Regions from separate parts of the Mus musculus genome. Here region 1 is linked to region 2. Evidence: chromatin contacts called from public HiChIP or PLAC-seq data. All regions are on one chromosome and are shown on one strand. The core of a region is the stretch at or near the end of the contact, and the rest is flanking DNA. Distances in the headings are between cores, read along the strand shown. Region 1 overlaps Foxo3 (forkhead box O3). Region 2 overlaps Armc2 (armadillo repeat containing 2).

What was found. HiChIP or PLAC-seq counts read pairs in DNA pulled down with a chosen protein or histone mark.
Region 1: an H3K27ac HiChIP or PLAC-seq map of heart atrium shows a contact between it and region 2, with 5 read pairs. The contact joins two enhancer-like sites. A contact is called at or near these places in 3 of 484 Hi-C or Micro-C datasets (bone marrow-derived macrophages, liver and nephron progenitors), 9 of 115 datasets of contacts at active chromatin or transcription factors (embryonic stem cells, fetal liver, fibro-adipogenic progenitors and 2 more) and 3 of 9 other capture datasets (adipose tissue, liver and pancreatic islet).

Annotation. Positions count from the first base shown.
Region 1 is chr10:42,249,368-42,252,839 of GRCm38.p6, forward strand. The region is part of intron 2 of Foxo3 (forkhead box O3); the gene reads right to left. The region is part of intron 1 of Gm38485 (a long non-coding RNA gene); the gene reads right to left. Among named protein-coding and RNA genes, the nearest start is that of Gm38485, 24 kb to the right of the region's middle. Within about 2 kb of position 2,089, at least 124 of the 459 cell types and tissues checked have an H3K27ac peak or open chromatin away from gene starts, as enhancers often do. A contact at or near this core is called in heart atrium, where this site is marked.
Region 2 is chr10:41,996,166-41,999,834 of GRCm38.p6, forward strand. All of the region lies in intron 4 of Armc2 (armadillo repeat containing 2), which reads right to left. Among named protein-coding and RNA genes, the nearest start is that of 1700016J18Rik, 20 kb to the right of the region's middle. Within about 2 kb of position 1,921, at least 30 of the 459 cell types and tissues checked have an H3K27ac peak or open chromatin away from gene starts, as enhancers often do. A contact at or near this core is called in heart atrium, where this site is marked.

The sequences.
Region 1 (3,472 bases), core at 839-3,338, 250 kb after region 2:
CCTTTACTGCAACCAGCCATCTCCCACCCCACCCCTGGCAACCACAGACCTACTGTCTGTTGCCATGGTTAGCTCCAGCTTCCTAGGATCTCTCAGAAGCAGATCCAGGAGCCGTATCCCACCACCTCAGACATTTCTGTCAGTGTGTTTCTGAGCTCTGTCCATGCTCCGGGTCGGTGGCTTGCTTCATATTACCCTGCTGAGGACTGTTCTCTTTATATTATCACACCGTGCTTTCCCCAGCCTTTTCTTGATGGTGCTTTAAAAGGGTGTACATCAAGTCTGGACAGATACTGTTTTGTTTTTATTGCAAGGTAGCTGATGCCAGAAGTACTTCTGCATAACTGCAAGGCCCATTCCAGGCTTCTGAACATTGCTTGATTTTGCTTTGCCTCCCTAAAGAATAATCTGCCCAATCATGGGGGGGGGGGTGGTGTGGAGGAGACGACCTTGATAACCTGAAAGTTTAGTTTACTGCTAACTCAAGGGGGCTATTTCAAGCTGCCGGAGAACTCAGAGGTAACTGTGACCAAGTAATTTTCAAGTGCAGCTTGCATGCCTGACCAGAGTGAACTCGGGACTTCAGTTTCGTGGGCTCTGGCCCTCCCACTCTGCCTGGCTCCCCTGGATTCGGGATTTCACACTGGCTTCTATATTGCCTGCCATCAGAAGGATATAATGGAATTTCTCTTGAGTCAGAACTGCCCTGAGAAGTCCTGTTTAGCAAAGAAAATGAACAGCCATGTAAAGATTGTTTAACTGCCATATCATGCAAGACCTCAGAGATCTCCAGTGGAGAAAGATAAGCCACAAGCCTCACATGACACTTATGTTTTAGGATGGCTGCCTGTCTACACTGGCACTCAAAGGGAAACGGACCACCTTTAACTTAATGTCACTCTTCCTTTTCTCCTCCAAACATTCTTTATGATCAGTGCTATTTTATTTATAATTATTTCAACAATACTAAAATAATAAATTTCATTTGAAAGAGCCCTAACAGCTGTAAACATGAGCCCCAGCTCCACTGAGGTTTGTAAATAACACAATCTAGTACTCCAGGCTCCATCTTCATTCCCAACGCCCACAGCCCCAAGCACAGCAAGCCAGCCTTCCTTCTAACGGTTAAGGGGGGGGGGGGGGGTTGTGGTATCTTCTGATCCCGACCACTCTGCTCCCAAGGCATCCCGCCATTCTTGAGCCCACTGCAGCTTCTCTGTCCAAACGGAAGGCTGAGCTAGAACGAGTTCCAAGGTTCCCAGCAGTGTGAACACTGCAACGCCACACTCATAAATGAGCCACAAGTTCCAATACCAAACGGGGAAAAGTTGGAGGGTTTCTGATCCAAAACAGATTCTGTGAGCAACACATCCGACAAAGTATGTCTCAATTCCTCATTCATGACTCCTGGTTGCTGCATCCTCTAAATAAATGCATTTCTTTTCTTTCCCCAAGTGTGATTATTATTCCTCTAAAGAGAATTTAAATTAAATCCTGATAGTGAATCCCTGTCTTCGTAGTAACTTTATGTACCTATGTGCCCATGCTGTATGCACACTAATAGTTAAGGCTTACAGTACCATACGGAACATGATGAAGTATGAAACTCATAATGCCAGTAACACAACAGAGGATGAAAGGTTAAAAAAACAAAACAAAACAAAACAAAAACTCCTGCTTGCTTTTGCAGTATTATCCTGACAACAGCCAATGCTTTTGTTTTAATCATGAAACTACAAAAGAATCATTTGGAAACTCACTCGCACCAGCAACAGGGAGGCTCTGCCTCAGACCCGGGGAAGTCAACACTGCGCATAGGGAAAGCCCTGCTTTCCAAAAGCCCACACTACGGAGCAGCAAGCCCTGCCTGATGTAATGGCAGCTGCAGCTGAGGTTCCAGCCTAGACCAGAGGCAGAGAGAAGCTTGCAAGCCTGGACTAGAATCCTGCAGAGTGCACTCTAAGAGTAAAGGCCTGCCTGAGGGACGGTGCGCTTTCCAAGACAGGCGGGAACCAAGGCCTGAGAGGCTGGCAGGAGTGTTTGTGCAAGCACACAGTCCTTCTTAGAACTGAATGTCCCCAGCACTTGGAAAGGAAGTAAACAAAGATCCAGGTCATGCCTGTGTCTGCGGAGCCCGGGGCAGCCAGAGCCTGGCCTGGCAGAGACTCCAGAACCCCTGGATTGCGAGCTTACATCACCAGGCTCTTAACTGTGGGCTGCCTGTGACCAAGAAAAATTACAAAAAGTACAGCCTATATTTCTCTCTGCCATTTAGCTGGCTTAAAAACAAAACAAAACAAAACAAACAAACAAACAAACAAAAAATAAACCAATCCTTTTCTGAAATAAAACGGGATCAGAGGAAAGAGCTTCTTGTGGACCAGGCCACAGTGGACTCCCGAAAGCCATCCATTTCTCCTCAGATCAGATTTATGGTGAACCCCTCCTACCCTCTCAAACTCAAAGCAGACCCAAGGAAAGGCTCAGAGGAAAGTCCTTGAAGAACATGCATTGCACACATGCTGCTGTAAAGCCCACAGCAATCTGGTCACATTATAAACATTCAGGGACCGAGTGAGGCACCTTCATCGCAGTCCAGCAAAAGCATTAAGCTCTCCTTTATTCTTCTCTACATCTAAGTCAGGAGACACGACAGTGAGCAGGGGGGTAGCCAGTCTGTTTACCTTCCTCCCCCAGCACACCAGAAGGCCCCCCCGCTAAGCCACACACACACACACACACACACACACACACACACACCCTGACCCTGAGGCCCTGGTGTCAAGGCAAGGCCGAGCCAAGCTACTTTGGTGAACGTACAGCCTACTGTTCCTGGTCAGCAGGGCACTGCAGCAGTGTGCTCTGTGGCCCTTTTTACAGTTGAAGCTCCATCTTAGCCCCTGCTTTTTCTTTCTTAAAACTGGGGACTGTAAAAGCAGCAGAACTGACGAGAGAGAGGGAAGAAGGCATGTCTACACATTGGCACATGTGTGGTTTTATATAACAAATGCACGCCTGTAAAGCTATCCACACACAACTGAATGTCTGGAATAGTAAAATAACCCATTCGTTAAAAATTATAAAATGTAGCAGCTCATTAAAGATAGTTAACTGTTCAACAACCTCAATTTATCTTTTTTTAAATCTTAATTTTTTTAATATAATTTAATGGGAAAAAAAAAAAAACCAATCCAGTCAACGCAATCCAATCAACAAACTAGCAAAAGGAACAAGCCAAGCGCTGAGAAATTCACAAAATGAATTTTTTTCTTTCTTTGAAATCAAGTCTCACCCTATAGCCCAGACTGACTGGAAATTGACTTATGTAGCCTAAGCTGACTTAGAACTCAGAAAACTTCTGCCTCAATCCCCTGAGTGCTGGGTAAGAGACATGAGCCACCACATAGGCTATAAAATGAGTATTAATAATTTAAAATAACTTGCTTTAAAGGACATATTCTATTTGCCTTTA
Region 2 (3,669 bases), core at 671-3,170:
CCTGTGTCTGAACACTTGGTTCCCAGCTGGGGGTAGTGTTTTGGGAGGTTTCAGAACTTAGTGGGTAGGGTCTCGCTGAGAGATGTGGGCTGCCGGCCGGTGGTCAGGCTTCTAGGCTTCTAGTCTAGGACCTGCTTCCTGCCTCCTCTCTTGCAGAGGTGTGAACAAGGCAGGCGCCTTCTGCTCCTGCTGCCACAGATAGAGCTGGCCCACCCACCACGCCTTCCCTGCTGTGCCTGTCTCATGTCCTTTCAAACCTATGAGCCAAAGTAAAACCTTCTTCCCGTCCTGACTCAGCCATTGGGCATTTTGTCACAGAAAAGTCACTGATGGGTGCATTAGATGCTAGGATACAAGAGGAGAGGCAAGCCGGGCCTGGAGCATCGCCAGGCTAGGGCTAGATCACCACAGCTGTTCTTACAAAGGAGGTGGGACTCTGTCCCCTTGGGCAGAAGACAGGAGATCTACTCTGCTTTGTGTCTTATAATAACCTGCAAAATAAAGATGGCCTTTCATAGTTTTGAGTGGCTGGGATGGGGTGGGCATGGAGAAAAGAAAATAAAGTGAACAATAATACATTAGGGCAAATGAAAATCACACGAAGTTCAAATTTCAGGAGCCATAAATCAGCAATGGTTACTCCCACACTCCAATGGCAGGGCTGAATATATTAGAGATGGAATGGACCACTGGGCCTAAAATATTTTCTGTCCAGACCTTTACAGAGGAGGTCCTGCCTTTTAGAACAGACCACTTGGTTTCCTGAGAGATTCCACAGCCAGGGCAAGTTGGGAACTGGGACTGAATGAACCCTGGGCATCTTTCTGTCCTGGCCTTGTCCATAGCTTTCTAGCACGATCCTGAGCTGTCCTGGCCTTGTCCATAGCTTTCTAGCATGATCCTGAGCACAGGCCTCCAGGGCCAGCAACGAGCAGTGCCTCCCTGACCTGCCTGAACTCTAAACCCACTTCCAAAGAGCAGCTATGAACATCCTGCCAGCAGCATCGTCTGGAACTTTCTAGAACTCAGTGTGGCCATCACTCTGGGAGGCGCAAAGGTCCTCTGAAGGATTTTGACCATGGGGTGAGGATGCTATCTAATGTGTCTTCCTTCAGGACCGCTTAAAGCTTTATGGGACACGGACTATGAAAGTTCCTCATGGTCCTCTGATTTAGGGGGTAGGGTACCTACTCGCAGCACTAGTGTCTGGGAGCTGGGCATCACCAGACTGTTGACAGTTCCCAAGGTCTTGTGTTGAAACTCTTCAACCCACTAAAGGGCTGAGAACAAATCTAAAGGGAGCAAGGCAGAGATGAGGCAAGATGCACTAAAGGCTTTAGGAGTCCATCTTTATGAAGCATCAGAGGGCTTGTGATGGAAAATGTGGCAGGGACTGGGATACAGCGGCGCTGCGCAGAGGCCTCCGGTTTGTATAACTGGGGAGCTGTCAGCTATAGGTTCAAACCTGCCCTGAACACTAAGTGTTGGAGCTGTCTGAGCCTAGGAAGATCACCACAGAGCCATTCACAGCCCAAGAATTCCAAATCTGCCACCACACCCAAGCCCCACCCACCCATGGGTGTCAGCTACAAATGACTTCACACCCTGGGAAGGGCACAGCCTAGGTGTCCAGGCTCAGATGGCTTTGGGGCCTCAATGACCCACACAGCATCTTTTCTAGACAATGGAGAACAAAGCTCTATAAATGACAGGGACTTCAGGGTGGGGCAGTTCCAGTATTCTTTTAATTGATGTGTGCTTTTAAAATGACAATGGCTTCTTACTGTCATTATTTCCTGAGAGTAGACACAGAAGTCAGAGATATGGGCCCCTGCCAAGCCAAGTGGGTAAAGGGCTGGAATGAAGGCCTGCCCCAGTGCTTTGGGAGGCACTGGCTTCCAGCCAGGGACTGGAAGTACTGTGACCTTCAAGCCAAGGCCAGGATGTTGGGCAGGGAGGGGGAAAGCACCGAGGACAAGGACAGTGGGAAGGTTTCTCTCCCTGGCCACCTTCACATCCACAGGAACAAGTGAGCAAGCCATTGCCTCAATGAGCTCAGGCGTAGGCAAGTTCATTTGTAAGAGACCTCGGGCTCCTTTCTCCCTTCTCATCTTGGCAAGTAATTTCCTTTTATTGTTTCCAATCCCTATTGGTCTGACAGGCCTGAGGTAGAATGATGGAAAGATTCCCTAGGAAGATCATCCTGGGGACCATTTCTATACTTTAGACTAAAGTCCCCAAGGTAATGTTCTGGTGTAGCTACAACTGAAATCTGCTCTTCAACTGAAACCACAAGCCAGGTTGTCTCTGCCTTGATTGTTGTTCTGACCCGCATAATAGGCAGAATCAAGGCAGGCCCCCTGTCTGTGTTCCTAGGACCTGCACGGCCCTCCAGCCTTAGCTCTCCTGACCCCTTCAATGGCTAGCATCTGCTGCCGCTGAGTTCACTCACAGGACGGGCCTTTCAGCCTGCCTGAGCTTTGACGTAGACACTGTGTCCACAGGCTGTCCATGGCTGCCTCCGTCTCACTAAGGAACACATCAACTCATATGTCACCTCTTCAAGGCTCCCAGATCTAATGGAAATTATGGTCACTCGACACCCTGTTATCTACTTTATCTTCTTCACAGCCCGTGAGAACCCTTTAGTCTCACGTATTTGTTCCGACACCACTTCTCTATCATCCCTAACTGAAGATGCTCTGAGGTCAGGACTGTGCTGGTCTAGAATGGTACCCTACACTAAGTCAGGAGCTCAACAAATAACAGACTCAGACAGAGACTGTATTGGAACAGAGACAGAAGAGGACACCAAACTGTCTGATACGTGATATATTTGGTTATAGCATTATGGTATGGCTTTGCCTCTTCCTCTATAACCATGACCCAGTGGGGAACTAACTACCTGAAGTGAGTTGGGTACGTGTGGCCTGCTGATCCTACCCCAGGCTGTGTGCACACCACTGAGCTCCAGCGGCTTTGCTATGGAAGGAGACCTAGGACCACCACACCTGATTTCCCACAAGAAGAAAAATTCCTTCTGTGAGGTCCTGCTGCCTTCTGAATGTTGGGGGTAATCTAAGATAAAGGTCTGCGAGCCAAGCAAGCAGGATGCTCAGATGGAGGTATGCAGCCCAGGTGGATGCTGTAGACCACCGGGGTCACGATGGGCCAGCCCTGCCTCATCCATCCGTAATGAGGAAGGCCCAGTGCAGTCAACTTCCCACGAAAGCTTCCCACACTGTTGACCACAAAGAGTGAGAAACCAGTTTGCAGTAGAACACCAACCCATGCAACAACTGAAGACTTCAGACACAGGACTTATCCTGCACGCTGTTGATGCTGAGGGGCCCGTTGCTTGTGTTCCACTTCCTTCAACGTTAGTGTCATCCACTAAACTTCCTGCCATGCCCCCAATCAATCCTCCTGTCCCTGCACCTGGGAGCCTACATGGGCCTGGGTATCACTGATCCACCTGCTATGCTCCTTACACGGTGACTCTTTGCCTCCACTTGTGGGCCCAGGCACACGGTCAGTACTCACAGCAGGAGTGAGTGTCCCGTCAGACGCGTGCTCGCACATTCGCAGAGCAGATAGCTGTTGAAGCTGGGTTGGTGCATATGATGAGACTCAGGATTCTCGTTACTTTTTAAAAATATTTTTTAATAC